Regions from separate parts of the Oryza sativa genome. Here region 1 is linked to region 2. Evidence: chromatin contacts called from public ChIA-PET data. All regions are on one chromosome and are shown on one strand. Each heading gives the region's core, a stretch centred on a gene start, on an enhancer-like site or on the middle of the called end of the contact. The rest is flanking DNA. Distances are from core to core; before and after follow the strand shown. Region 1 holds the start of LOC4324049 (ATP-dependent Clp protease proteolytic subunit 3, chloroplastic). Region 2 holds the start of LOC4324047.

Evidence for each region. ChIA-PET counts read pairs in DNA pulled down with a chosen protein or histone mark.
Region 1: a contact with region 2 is called in an H3K27ac ChIA-PET map of leaf, with 7 times the contacts expected there. The contact joins the promoter of LOC4324049 here to the promoter of LOC4324047 in region 2. A contact is called at or near these places in 2 of 15 Hi-C or Micro-C datasets (leaf mesophyll and an unstated tissue) and 3 of 4 datasets of contacts at active chromatin or transcription factors (leaf and seedling).

Annotation. Positions count from the first base shown.
Region 1 is chr1:18,307,373-18,314,564 of ASM3414082v1, reverse strand. LOC4324049 (ATP-dependent Clp protease proteolytic subunit 3, chloroplastic) reads right to left here and starts at 2,141. Exons shown (of 6, transcript XM_015766896.3): 1 at 1,768-2,141; 2 at 348-462. The coding sequence starts at 2,046. LOC4324048 (heavy metal-associated isoprenylated plant protein 20) reads right to left here. Exons shown (of 3, transcript XM_015766755.3): 2 at 7,192; 3 at 6,209-7,021. The coding sequence ends at 6,653.
Region 2 is chr1:18,270,061-18,277,452 of ASM3414082v1, reverse strand. It overlaps LOC4324047, which reads right to left and starts at 2,544. Exons shown (of 4, transcript XM_015760857.3): 1 at 2,339-2,544; 2 at 944-1,296. The coding sequence starts at 2,459. It overlaps LOC4324045 (protein PGR), which reads right to left. Exons shown (of 4, transcript XM_015760864.2): 4 at 5,002-5,611. The coding sequence ends at 5,480.

The DNA.
Region 1 (7,192 bases), core at 892-3,391, 38 kb before region 2:
CTAACAGAAATTGGGAAATAATAGCGAATAAGGTAAAGGCTCTTGATAAAAAAGAAGGCAAAATTTGGATAGTCAGGGCAAAATGATCTTTGCACAGTTTCATTACTGTTTGACTAACAGAAATCAGGAAATAGTAGCAAAAAAGGTAAAGGTTCTTAAAAATCATTGGCATTTAAGGTTAGATAAATCTTGTAGTGTTACAGCAAAGGATCCAAAACTTTTCATCAAATATAATCTGCAAGGCATTTACGTTACAAGATACTTAAAATGAAGTTAGTCAATTTCTCTCTATCAACACAAAGAGCACAAGGCACAAGTTATTACAATAAGAGGTTGAGAACACATACCTGCTGTTATGGAGCCTCCAGGTGAGTTAATAAACAATTTGATGTCCTTAGTTTTATCCTCAGCATCCAGCAGCAAGAGTTGGCTGATGATAAGATCAGCACTCATATCATCCACCTAGTCAGCACAAGGCATTGAAAACAATAGATACATTATTTTGCACAGTCAGTTATGGCATAATAAAAGTGCTATTTATTACACAGAACAAATATTTTCATTTGTGTACACAATACAGTGACATGAAATTTGTTCAGAGAACAGTACCATGAAGGTGAAGCATAGTGCTTGATCAGTGGGCAAATCATTAATAAACCGTCAGATTGTAATGTCAAGAAAACATGATATAACAAGAATGTGTTAGTTCAAACAGAAAAAAGTGTTCCCTGAAGTCACTTCTGCTAATTATTCCTACCAAAATAATATGGCCCATACAACAAGGAAAAGAAAGTAAAACGACATACGACTCAGGAAAGAGTTTGATTCTGACCCTAACCATCTCAAGCATTTAGGCTGTGTTCGGAGCTCCAAGTTCCCAACCACTCTCCCTCGTTTTCCGCGCACACGCTTTTCAAAATGCTAAACGGTGCGTTTTTTGCAAAAAAATTTCTATACGAAAGTTGCTTAAAAAAATTCAAATTAATCCATTTAAAAAAAAATAGCTAATACTTAATTAATCACGCGCTAATGAACCGCTCCGTTTTCCGTGCGGGGAGATGGGTTTCCAACCCCAGTATCCAAACACAGCCTTAGTTTGTTCAAGAAGATGCAACATTACCAAGGTGACATCTAATCATTCAACAAACAGCACTCATGTAAATGTAATTCTCAGCATGAAAGATTCTTGATTCACAAGGTTGGCAAAAAGGAAACAAAATATATCCCATTTACATATCTTATGCACATTCTGAGCTAGAAAAAGTATTAAGAAAAAAAAAATCAAGATGGGAACAACTAGAACAATTTGGACAACAGCAACAACAGAATATCACATAATGTATACTAGAGGGTGATCATAGCATGCCATATAAAATCTTGGATGCCCATTAAGTGTTACTAAAATGCTTCTAGTTCTTTGCAAACTACATAAGTTTGAGACAACATAAGTTTATATAAGTCAATACACTTTTACCACACGCATATAAGAAGCCATAATCCTCAAGGAAACAAATATGTGACAATGGGCATACCAAAGAACATATTGGGCTACATTTTGGTTGACATAATTGAATTGCAAATCTTTCTTATTCCTAAACTAGTGCATTTCGTTTTTTTTAAAAAAAAATGGCGAGGAAATTACACTTAACTTTTTTCACACCATAAAATTCGCAAACATTTCGATATTAATAATTGAACAAGAACTGCTTAATGGGTAATAACAACACACACAGTGCGATTTGGGGGGGGGAAGAAGAAAAGGCTAACCGGGGAGCCGAGGAAGACGATGCGCTGGCGAAGGAGCATGTTGGTGGTGTCCAGCTCCTCGAGGCGCGGCTTCCTTGCCGCAGGCCGAGCCGCCGACGGCCCGGGAAGTTCCCACGCGGAGGAGAGCGTCCGCCGTGCCGCCGACGCCGATGCGCGGACCGTAGCTCTTGGCGCCGCCTTCCAGCAGCACGGGTTGGGAGCGAGGAAAAGGGACGACGGGGACGAGGAGGATGAGCAGGGAGAAGCGGGGAGGGCCGCCATGGCTGCCGCTGCCTCCATTTCTTGGCTCGCGGCTGCTTCTGCTGCTGCTGCCTGCTAGTGTGTGTTATCCTGCGCAGGGGTTTGGAGAAGGAACAGATTGGGGACGAGAAGATGGGGCCCAGATGCCAGCGGCTCGCAAGACTTGTACTACTCCATACTCATAAAAGTGACAATGTTTAAGTCAAACGTTAATAACTATCAAGTTGTTGTTGAGTTTAAAAATATAAAAATTATATGTATAGATTTGTATTGAAAAATACTTTCATAAAAGTATACATATATCACTTTTCAATAAATATTTTTATAGAAATAAGAAGTCAAAGTTGTGTTTTGGAGATCGTGTCGCTGTCCTAAACGACTTCCTTTATGAGTATGGAGGGAGTACAGTGCAGTGAGAAATGAGACAACTCTATCCCCTAAGGTCCCTCAACTTGTCATCGGGATACGAACCGTAAAACTAGATATGCGGGATCCCTCAACTATATAAAACCGGTCACCCGAGGTCCCTTGGTGGTTTTCAACCCGGTTTTGTCCGACGTGATAGCTGAGTCAGCATGGGACCCACATGGGCCCCACATGTCAGCTGGCCACGTCATACCCTCTCCCCTCCTCTCCTTTTCTCCTCTCTCTCTCACTCTTCTCGTCTGGGTAGGCACTAGTCAACTAGGGAGGACGGCGGCGGCTACTGCCTTCGGCGGCGGCTACTGCCTTCGGCGGGGAGAGGTGGGAGAGGACGAGGGCGTCGGTGGCCGGCGACAGGCGACACGACGGTGGTGACTAGCGACTGGCGACGCTCTGCCGCCACTGCTCTCGCCTGCCGTTGCTGAGGCCGCAAGCGCGAAGGCGCATGCTCCTAGACTTAGCCCATATCCGTGAATGACACGATCACGACGTATTATGCATATCCACGGTTTTGATTTATCAGCTAAATAAGCTTGCTTATCGATCAAATTAAAGAGATAAGCTGGGGTTTTGATTTATCTGAACGACTTCTGCTGGTCATGCGTGCGGAGGAAAAGGCAGTTCCAAACCCGGCAACATAGGAACAAGTTAAATTATTGTCACCGGACTATGGCACAGCAACAAAACGAACTAACAAATCAAGTTTATCTCTATCTATTGCTTCTTATCTGCAGGAAAATCGGAGGAGGTCGCTCCAGCGTATCGCAACGGCGGACACGCGGTGTGCGGCGCGGCACCGACCTCGTAGACGTTATTTTCCACCTTAAACAAGGACGTAGTCGGTGAGCGAGAAGACGCGCGTGCGCTTCGGCGCCGCTGCCCAGGTTCGCCATGGCTTGCAGACCGATCGTGTTTTTTCATTCAAAACGAAAGCAGGAGGGAGGAAGAGAGGGATGGCTGGGGGTTACCTTTTGGTGAGACGAGGGAGCGTCGGCACCTCTGGTGTCGTCATCGTCGCCGCCGCGCCGGAGAAGAGGGAGACGGGGGGTTGGATTTGGAGGCAAAGGAAAAGGGGCTATTGGAGGGAGTCGGAACGAATCGAGGCTGCCGCCGTGCTCCCCTTCTCCCTCGTCGCCGTGTTTCCCAGCTGCAGCTACCGCCTCCGGGCGCCGGCCACCGTCGCGTCACCGGCCACCGAGCGCCACCCTCCTCTCTCCCGCCTCGCTTGCTGGCCTCCCGCCGCTTTGCCTCGCCCAGAAAGAGAGAAGAGGAGAAAGAGGAGGGTGATGACGTGGATTACGCTGACATGTGGGGACCACGTGGGTCCCACACTGACTCAGCCGTCACGTAGACTGAAACCGGAGTCAAAACCGTTGACGGATCTTTTGTGATCGGTTTTTATTAGTTAAGAGACGCGGGATATCTGGTTTTGCGGTTTGAGGATGATTTTGTATCTCGATAACAAGTTGAGGGACCTTGGGTGTACTTTTTCCATTGCTAAAACACTGTCGCAGGCTCAAAATCCGGTCCACACCAATGGATTGGGCCATTGGGGTTGAGGCCCATCCAAACGATAATCATACTTGGGATTTTTAAAATTTTTCTTTTTTATTAAAATATTAAAAATATAATTTTTGTTTGACAAATTAAATATCTAGAGGAAAAAATCACCCTTCCATATAGCGTTAAGGGGTCTAAATGTAAATTTTTTAATTTATATACAGACTCGTTTTAATTGCTCAAACATTTTTAGAATAGTGTCAAGTCAAACATTTTTAACTTTGACTATTAATAGAAAAAAATAAAAATGATCTATCATGTAAAATTGATGTTATTATATATTTATCATTAAACAAATTATTATAATTGTGGGTTGTCATTTGAAGCTTGTTACTCATGGAGAGTGATCTCATAGACGGTTGGTGTCACCCACAAGTTTCCGTCAAGGTTGTGAATTGACCCGGGCAAGTTTGTGAAAGTATTCCTCACCTCCACAAGGGAACGAGGTAAGTGAGTAAAAAAAGTTGTGCTGAGGTCTCAGAGGTAGCCCTAGTAGAGCAATCCTCACTTTTAGTTATCTCTAGAAGGTTCTGTTGGATCTTGGTGGTCACTCGACTTATAGAGAAGGACCTAGGAGTGTTAGATTGAAGGTTGTGGTCCTCTTCTTTGATCTTTGCACAAGTGAGGCAAGGTGTTAATCTCAACGGCGAGTAGGATCCGTGTGATTCGAACTTGGGGAAAAAAAATTCTGTCTCTTTTGTGAATGCTCTGTGCTTGCCCTTATGTTCTATATACTCCTCTAGTCTACTGTGAATCATATTGGTTGAATAGGGCCTAAAGTTCTTTTTGATTTGGAGTTGTTTCTATGTTTTCATAGTTACCCTTTGAACTTTAAAAGTTCCGGGCTACCTTGAGCTACCAGAAAGTTTCGGTGTTCATCACCAGAAAGTTTTGGGCCCTGTTTAAATTTAACCGTTGCGATTATTTTTAGTGTTTTTAAGGAAAACCTATTCACTCCCTCATTAGACTACATCTTCAGCTTTCACTTCCTTATCTCTCTCTCTCCTTCCTTTCTCTTTTCTCTCTTCTCCGGCGAGGCGTGCGAGCCGTGAGCGGTGGCGTGACCAGCAGGCAGAGTGCACGGTGATGATAGAGGTGGCGCACTGTGATGACAAGGTCTTAGGACGGCATCGTGTGTCTCTCCACTAGATGGCCCTCCCCAAGTCACCATCACCCCGATCCACTCGGCTCGCCATCGACATCACCGACTCGGATGGTCCCATGCGACGCCGTAATCAGATATGTTCACAACATGCCCGACCCAACGTCGACGAATGTGCACCCGATCTAACGCCAGCGAATCGCAATGGCTGTGCCCAACGCCCAATCCGAAGAAATCTGCTCGCATGGGCCGTCCCCGACTCCAGATCAGTTGCTCTCATCCGTTGCCACCATCGTCACATTTGCTCGCGCCATTGTCGTGGACGGCACATTGCTCATTGCTACCCTTATGCTGTTTTTTTCCTTTTAATGCATTTTTTACTCCAAATTCATCAATTGTATGTAATTTTACCAATTCATCAATTATGTGTAATATTTTTACTCAAGATTGAACAATGGTGTTTGTTTGTTGTCGGGGGAAGAGAGAAAAGAGAGGAGGAGAAAGGAAGAGGATGAGGAGGAAGAGAACATGAGCCACATGCAGCTAGCCTAAGCAAAACATACATGGGTAATTTTGATCATGCCATGTAAAAAAGTGGACCCCTCTTGCCTCGTTAGCATGAAAATATTAATTTAATGGGCATGGTGTCTCATGACAAATAACTACATTTCTAGTGTGCTCCTCTAAAAGTGACATTTGTGTGTTGTACTATAGCTAAAACCACAAAGTCGCGATGTCCTATAGCAAAATTTGTCAAAATAAAAAAATCAATCCTTTCTTGCTGATATGGGCAAATTGGTCTTATCTGTCTACAGCTTACGAGTTAAAGATTTGCTCCGGTCCAACAAAAAATGCAACAAAATTGTTTCCGATCGTTGGATCTCACAGTGTCCATCCTGCCCAGTTAGATCAAACGATCCGAAATGATTTAGTACCGTGAAGTACTGGTACATTGAAATATTTTTTACTAGACCGGAGCAAATCTGTACGGGTTAATATGTACATGGAGTTAGCTGGTCGTGTTGATGCAACAATAATTTTAGAACAGGGGCCATTTTCCCGTGCTCAAAAAGATAAGATGAGATGTTCCCGTTCCAAACTAGACAAAAGATGTGATTAGGTAGAAGGCCACACAGTACATGACACTGACAGGGATTTTTTATTCATATCATCATAGAGAGCTTACCTAGCGGTTCAACCAAACAATTGATTGATTAACCCCGCCCCTTCACCCGGCCTAGCTACCGCTCCAAAAAAGACCAATTCAATCGACAACAGACGTGTCGTTTCTAGTTCGTACACGTAATCACAATTCAGAACACGTAGCCACAGCTCTAGCTTTCACTCTCTTTATGCAACTATTTTAGTAATAATCCAAAACAAAGCACGTAGTACTACATAACATATGGCCATAATATACACAGTAGCTAGACACCTCATCTCTATGCAGGCTTAACGCAGTAGTACACATCAACCAAGCAAGCTAGCTAATTAAGCAAGCATGTTGCCGGCCGGCCGGAGAAGTCGCCGGAGTTGTAGTATATATATGGATTATTGGTTTTACATGATGGAGCAGGAGTCGACGTTCTCGTCGCTGAACATGGTCATGTAGCGGACCTCGGGGGCGGAGGGGTCGGCCATGGCGGCGGGGTTGCCGCGGACGAAGCCGGCGGGGGCCTTCTTGTCGTAGGCGCCGCCGACGTACGGGTAGGTGGTCATGGTGTACGGGACGTAGGGCCACATCTCCGCCGCCTTCCCGGTGCTCTTCACGCGCTCCAGCACCTTGCTCGCCTCCACGTACCCGGTCACCGTGCACCGGCTCTGCTTCGGGTTCACCGCCACGCTCGTCACCCCTCGCATCGACTTCACCGCGTTCTTCACCCTCCTCTCGCACCCCTCGCAGTCCATCTTCACCTTGATGTTCACCGTCTACACACACATATTGTATAAGCAAAAACACATCACCAAATTAATTAATGAAGAAGCACAAGAACTTCACAAATTAATTTATCTCTGTGCTTAATTAGCCAACGAAATTTGAGCAAACATGCATGCATGTAGTATATATAAATCGATCAAGATCGAGAAAATTAAAACACC
Region 2 (7,392 bases), core at 1,295-3,794:
ATCCCCATCAGGGATAATGATACTATGTCACAAAAGCTTGGGGTTAATGGATCCAGGAACTGAAACGAGGAACTTAGCAAGGACTGTATAAAGTTTTCTTTGATAAAAAGAAAAGCATTAACATGATAGGAAAACAATCCCTGGCCCAGTCCAATTGTCATGTGATACGAAGTTAATTAGGATAATTGAATATGGTCCATTGTATCAAGCCATCAAATTTCCATATTCAAAGAAAAGGAACAGAACTTGCTACCATATTTTGGCAAAAAAAAAAAACTTTCATCGGTAGTCAGAGCTAACCATACTGTATTCTGGCATAAAAGTTGTGTAAAGGAAATTTCTACTCACTATCCAATGTTTGGCCTTCTGAAATATAAATTATGAAGAATAAAAATTAACAATATTCACTTTTCAATCAGATGCTCAAAGACTAATGTTTTCATAAACCATTAAATACTAATAACCTAAAACATACTATGAAATTCAAATATTAATCACTTTACCATATCACAAATATAACATAATCCTGTGGATGCTTACGGGTCTGAGAGATGTTAGATTCAAAAGAGCTTATGAACTGGCTAGGCTTGAATTTAGACAAACATGAAATTTTATTGTGGCACATATATAATGTTTTATACTTTCTACATGAAGACAATCAGGTAATATGGTCTACAACATTCCAAAAAGCCCGAATTGTTTAATATGCTACCGATAAATATTACTGAAGGGCCTATATATGAGTGGTTCCAGTCTCCCAGATAACAAAAATCTCTTGGCAAATGTTTTGTGTTTGTCAGTCTAAATAGTGTGCATCATATATTGTCTCATACCGGTTATTCAACGTTATCACTTTTTTTCCTCCAATACCTAAGGTCGTAACAAATTATATAACAATGTATCAAAATTTATCTAGGGCATCTAAAATGCTGAAAGAACTTACAGGAACTGAGTGTACAGCAGGTTTACTCATGGCCGGTGACTTTCCAACTTTCGGTAATGGAGGGGAATGTGATTCGCCCATTCCAGTAGTAGCCGAAGTGGCTGCCGAAGACTCTCCTGGAACTCGGACATGCCTTAATCTCTTGACAGCCCGATGCAACCGCTCCAGACGAAAGGTTTCACCATCAAAAAACAAGACACCATCATTATCCTTGTACTCTTCTTGGCTTCCTTCAAATGTCACCTTTGGCTTGCCAGGCTGATTGTTGTGGAATTCCACAGTAACCCTGTTATCTTTGGTCTTCTGCAGAGACCCAGCTTGAGTCTTATCAATTGATGCTGGCTTAAATTCATCTGTCAACACAAATATAAGAAAAGGGTTCAACACGACATAGCCTGATATGTATTTATAATATAAAAGAATAAGGATCAACACATTAGAGATATTTGTAGAAATAGTTTTCAGGCAAAAGAAAAATGGTTATTTCAAACTTCATAATCCAATAATGGACTTAAAATGGAAGGGAAAGCTAGACAGCAACCAACGAAGTGGTGACTCATTGGATTTCAGCAAATTGTTATGCTAATTCATTCATGAAGAGTACCCAGGACAGGCATGCCCTACATGATCGTGGTAACCTTTTTCAAACCACGAGAGGGAGAGAAAATTAACTATTTAATCAGTTTTGGGAGCATCAATTTTGATTCCTTTATTACCAATGACTTGTTTTGGCCCAATGAAAAAAAAATTGAAACATGTCACATAACCATCAAGAGGGAAAAGCTTATGAGATAGTGAATCGTTGGCCATATAAAAGGAGAGCAAGAGAGCACAGAAACTATGCATCACAATACCAAGAGCACCCGATTCACCAAACCAAGGAACCATGGAATCAATGCTACAGACCCCAAAAATATATATGCGAGTTCAACCCTTCCTAACAATTATTTTGCTGTCTCCAACAAACCAAAATTTTACTACTTTAGAGATAAAGCAAATGCTACCTGATCAACCAAAGGAAACATATTCAGAAGAACAAAGACAACTGACATGTGGTAATCCCACCAATTGTGGCTGATGAAAAGTCACAAATGTCAAATATGCACCGATGATGAGTCACGCATGTCCAAATAAGAGCATCATGCCGTGTTCACGACCCCAACGCCGCTAAACAGGGAGTGCTTTGCCACCAGCTCGATGAATTCCAGAACTCCAATTGGACACGGACGCATCACTAAAAGCATACTATCGCCAAATCCCCCCCCCCCCCATCGCACCACCGAAGGGCGCGAGAATTACCAGCGAAGAGGAACCTGTGCTCCGGCCGCGTGCGCTACGCATATGCGCCTCACGAGTATCAGGGAGGGAAGGAGGAAGGGGATTTGGGGGGCGTACAGCGGAGCGTGCAGAACTTGGCGGTGGGGGAGGGGTCGCGGCAGGAGGAGCCCAGCCGGAGCTCGTACCACCGATTCGGCTGCGGCGCCGTGCTCGGCTCGCCGCTGTTGCCGCTCGCCATCCCCGCGCCGCCCCTCGCCGCCGACACCGGCGGCGATCGATCGATGCCGAGAGATGGTCCCCCGCGACGGATCGACCCCGACCCTAACCTCGAAATCGCAAGGAGGGCCCTAATTTGTTCCCCCTCAAGTTTTCTTACACAAATTTCATCTAACCCCCTCAAGTCGCCCGTAATTACTGGAAGCCGATTAAGAGACGTTTCCCAACTCAGAAACTTTTCGTTTACTAATTTGAAGTTGAAGCTCATTTTCTATTGATGCTAATAAAGAATTATGAATCAATTGAGAAATTTAACAAAACTCTAAACAAACTCATGTTTTTATTTTTTTAATAAATCTAAACAAACTCATCTTTTTTTTAATAAATCTAAACAAACACATTTTCAAAATTTTCTTTTCTCCTTAAACATTTCGCGCTTGAATGTAGGAGAAAAACATATTCATTACATGACTTTAGAGCGTCAAAGGAGGCCATCGGATGGTTTATTGGGTCCGGGAATAAACCAAACGGTATATTTACAAACGAAAAAAATTTACAAATAAAACTTTTATATACGTGTTCGTAATGATCTAAAAGCAAAGGCTGAAAAATAAACTTCGATGAAAAAACCTTAATATGGACTCCAAATTTAAGGTTGAAAATTCTAATTTTCGCTGATAAGTATAATTATAAATGAAAAGATTAGACCGTTTGTTTCAAATTTTCTTACTTAGATGGAGATAAAAAAAACACAATTAACCTCTAGATCACCCTGTGACTCTGCATTATCCAACCACCACGGGTACAGTAAACCGGTGGAAGTGCAATTTGGTTTGGTTATCCACCATTACCAACATGGTCGTCAATAGCGATCGATGTTCAGGATATAATACGACGTATACTATGAAATTAGGCCATCCTGTGCTAATAGTTGGATAATCAAGAAATTTACAATATTATCATGTTCTGTGCTGTATTATTGCTTGAAATTTTCTCTTACACTAATGGCAGGCTTCCGTTCTTTTTTTCAGAAAAAAAAAAGATTTATGTCCTGTTACAAAGAGAAGTGGCAACATTGCAATGCAATAAGCAGTACAGGGAAAACACTTCAAAAGATGGCTGGGAGTTACGATTGATTTTAACTTTCAAGTCAAAAAAGGTGTAAACACATCAAAAAATTGATCTCCTTTTACGCCGTACACCACTAATTAACACTGCAACTGCATCTACCTACATTAAGGGAGTCGACGTGTCTTGGGCTCTTCGCCACCTGCGCTGCTGCACAACAGCCAGCCATAAGTATTGGCCTTGATGGAGCGCACGCTAGCCGTAAGTGTTGGCCTTGACGTCGCGCACCGTGCGCTCTAGCATGTCCGCAACCTCAGCATCACCATCTCCAGCACCATCACGCTAGCCAAGCGGGTACTCGTGCATCTCTGGTAGGCTGCCCCGACCGGCGTTGAACACGGCGTGCGCCTCGCCCACCAACCTGCACCACAACATGTCGTCCACGTGCACCATTGCGTATATGTACCACTGCATAGCGCATCTGGTCCGGTGCGACGTCCACCCAGAGGAAGAGGCAGTCGTGCGCCTCGTGGAACGCACTAGCCACCTTCTCCCTACACTAGCCAACCAGTGTGTAATGAAGGTGTCGGCGGTAGCCCGCCTAGAGGACGACAGCGATGGCATCGGCGTGCGTGTCCTCTGTGGCGCACGCCACTGAGGACCCTACACCCCCACAATGACGCGTACGTACTTGATAGAGAAACACGAGGGCAGCAGCGACGTTAAGGGGGTGTTTGGGAGAGAGGGGCTAAAGTTTAGCCCCTCTCTCAAAAACATATGAGAGAGGGGCTAAACTTTAGCCCCTCTCTCCCAAACACCCCCTAAGCTCGCGGTCATGACAACATTATCTGGCTGGCCGTCGCACAGAAGGATCGAAGACCTACTGCCTCAGCACAATTGGGCAGCATAGCCAAGGGTGCGCCTCATAAGGAGATGTATGTAGAAGGTTGTTTCTGATGTGGGAACCGGAGACACCCACCAATGACAACAATAACATCAATGGAGACATTGAACACGCCGCTGACGTAACCACTGGCACTGGCTTGGGACTTTGCATCGGTGATGCATGTGAATGGTGGTGGCTTAAGTCGCGGTTTCGGAAATTTACCCGACCTTTTCTATACCCTAAAATTTTACCCGATCTCTTCTATACCCCCGAAATTTGAGATCAAATTGAAGAGATCAAATTAAAATTTGGGGGTATAGGAGGGATTGGGTAAATTTCAAGGTATGAGAAGGATTGAGTGGGTTTTCAAGGGTATAATAGGGAATTTACTCTTCAGTAATAAAGCTCTTTTTGTACTGTAGCCAGATTAATTCCTGAGCTCTCATGGACCAAAACACTGCTGATAGTGGGTAGAAAAACTTAAGGCTGTTTGGAAGAAAGGAATACAGAACACATAGGTAAAAACACGGGAGTATGATATACTGTAAAGTGATAAAACACAGGACTGCTAAAATTTGGGTTGTTTGGACCAGAAGAAAAACGTAGGAGAGACACATAGACACTGGATGCTTTATTTCTCATTAAAATGGAGGATTTGCACCATTTCCAAAGGAAATCAGCAGCAGCTTTCCTTTGTCCCAAACAGCTTTGTATGGAAAAACTCACACAGCTAAGTCAACAAATCCTTAGGTCAGTACAGAAATAACAACAGCCATCATCCACACGACGAAAGTCCACAATCCTTAGCTCAGCAGAAAATAGGGTTCAGGAGTCAGGACTATCCAGCTTATCACTTTCACATTAAGTAGGGTAACTGTATATGCTTAGACAACTGACACTTTTCAGCTTGCGGTAGCACCAACCAACCAAACAATGTTTTTCTTGGAGTAGTGAACAACGTTGAGTGAATTGAATCTTTCTCATCAAGCAGCCAAAATGCCTAATCCATCATTTCATTGTCTTGGGGCCATGCCTTGACACCTTTGAATGGAATTGGGTGTTTGGAAGAAACTTGAGTAAAAAGATCTTCAAAAGATGCGAATGCACGCATAAGCTGTAACCGCAGTTGTTAGTAGCACAGATACAGCATTAACCGCATCATTATCCAGGATAGTCATTCCAGAAATCTTGGTGACTGTAGGGCCCCGTTTACTGACCACCTGCAAACAAGCAAGAAACTATTACATGTCAGGAAGCTAAAATCACCTGATGGTGTGTGGCTAAAAGAATCATTAAATGCCGAAGTAGATTAAACTTTTATGATTGCAAAAGCTTCACAAGCAGTTTTCAAACTAGACAAATATATTAAGTATAATGGTGAATCTAGTGAGGGTGAATCTGCCACCACCTACCAACTGATATGTGAGGCCATAAAATTGGTGAATCTGCCAGCTACTCCCACTATTAGCTGATATGTTGCGCTACTAAACAGTGACGTGTGTAGACTATTCATTCCCAACTAATGGAGGAGACAGAAATTGTTGGTGTAAATATGTATTGTACCAAGGACCTATCTGTAAAGTGTTATACTAATAGAATAGATGAGGAAGGGGTGAGCTGAGTAGGCAAACCCTAGAAAAATTCCCCAAATTGAACAATATGGTATCAGAGCGGGTCGCCGGCGACTGGGGAGGTTGAACCCTAGCTGGCGAGGTCGCAGCGGCGCGGCGCGGGCCGAGGCGAGGTTGGCGCGGCGCGACGACACACGCGCGAGGCCAGCGTGGCCGCACGCGGCGGAGACGGTTGGTGGCCGTGGCAGGAAGAGGCGCTGTGCCGGCGCAGGATGGCAGCGCTGCTAAGGCGGGACGTGGAGTGAGGAAGCGACGGTGTCGATGGCAGGGAGCACCAACGGCGACGACGCGTGCGGAGGGCTAGCTGGTGACGGCGTGTGGCAGAGGAGCAGGTTGTTGCTGCTGCTGCTGAGGTGTTGGTGCTGCTGCTACTTGAGAAGGTGAAGTGGGCGCTTGGCTTGCTGTTGCTGCTGTATTTGCTGCTGCTGTGCTGATTTGGGGAAGAAACTGAGTACTTGCTGCTGTGCTGAAAACTGAGAAGTAGTGCTATTGCTGCTGTTCTGTTTTGGTGAGAAACCGAGGAGTAGTGTTGTTGCTCCTATTAGTTGATTTGGCTAATATTTGATCTGCCATGGGGGATTGAAGTCTGGTCCTTGTTGTATCTCTGTTAATGTGGTAAAGAAGAAGCTAAGGGAAGAAAAAAATGTCTTCTGGGGAGGGAAAGGAGGTTGTGGATACTTCATTGCTTGTTACTAAAGGTGATATGAAAGGTTTGCTAGAGGATTTGCTGAAGATGGGCATGATAGGTCCTAGGAATGCGGCTGGAGTGTCTGAAGTGAAACTAGAATTGATGCCAAATGAGTTGAGGTTGGAGGGGAGCAAAAATTATTTGAGTTGGTGTAGGAGAGCCCAACTGATGTTGAGAGCAAAAGGGGTGGATCATTTTTTACTAGAGAGTTGTGAAGAACCTTCTGATAAGGAGAGCCAAGCATGGAGGACGTGGAATACTACAAATTCCACTGTGGTATCTTGGTTGATGACCTTGGTGGCTCCTTCTATTGGCAGGATGATAGAAGCTATCCAGAATGCTGCAGTTGTATGGAAGACGCTGAGCAACATGTATTCAGGAGAGGGAAATGTAATGATGATGGTTGAGGCTCAGAACAAAGTGGAGAATTTGAAGCAAGAGGGGAGAACAGTCCAAGAGTACGCTAGCGAGCTGCAACAGTTATGGGCAGATCTTGATCACTATGATCCCCTACTATTGAAACATGAGGATGACATTGTGATTGGAAATAAATGGCTGCAGAGGCGAAGAGTCATTCATTTCTTGAAGGGGTTGAACAAGGAGTTTGAGGATAGGAGAGCAGCTATGTTCCACCAAGCTACATTGCCCACTATGGAAGAGGCCATTTCAGCAATGGTGCAGG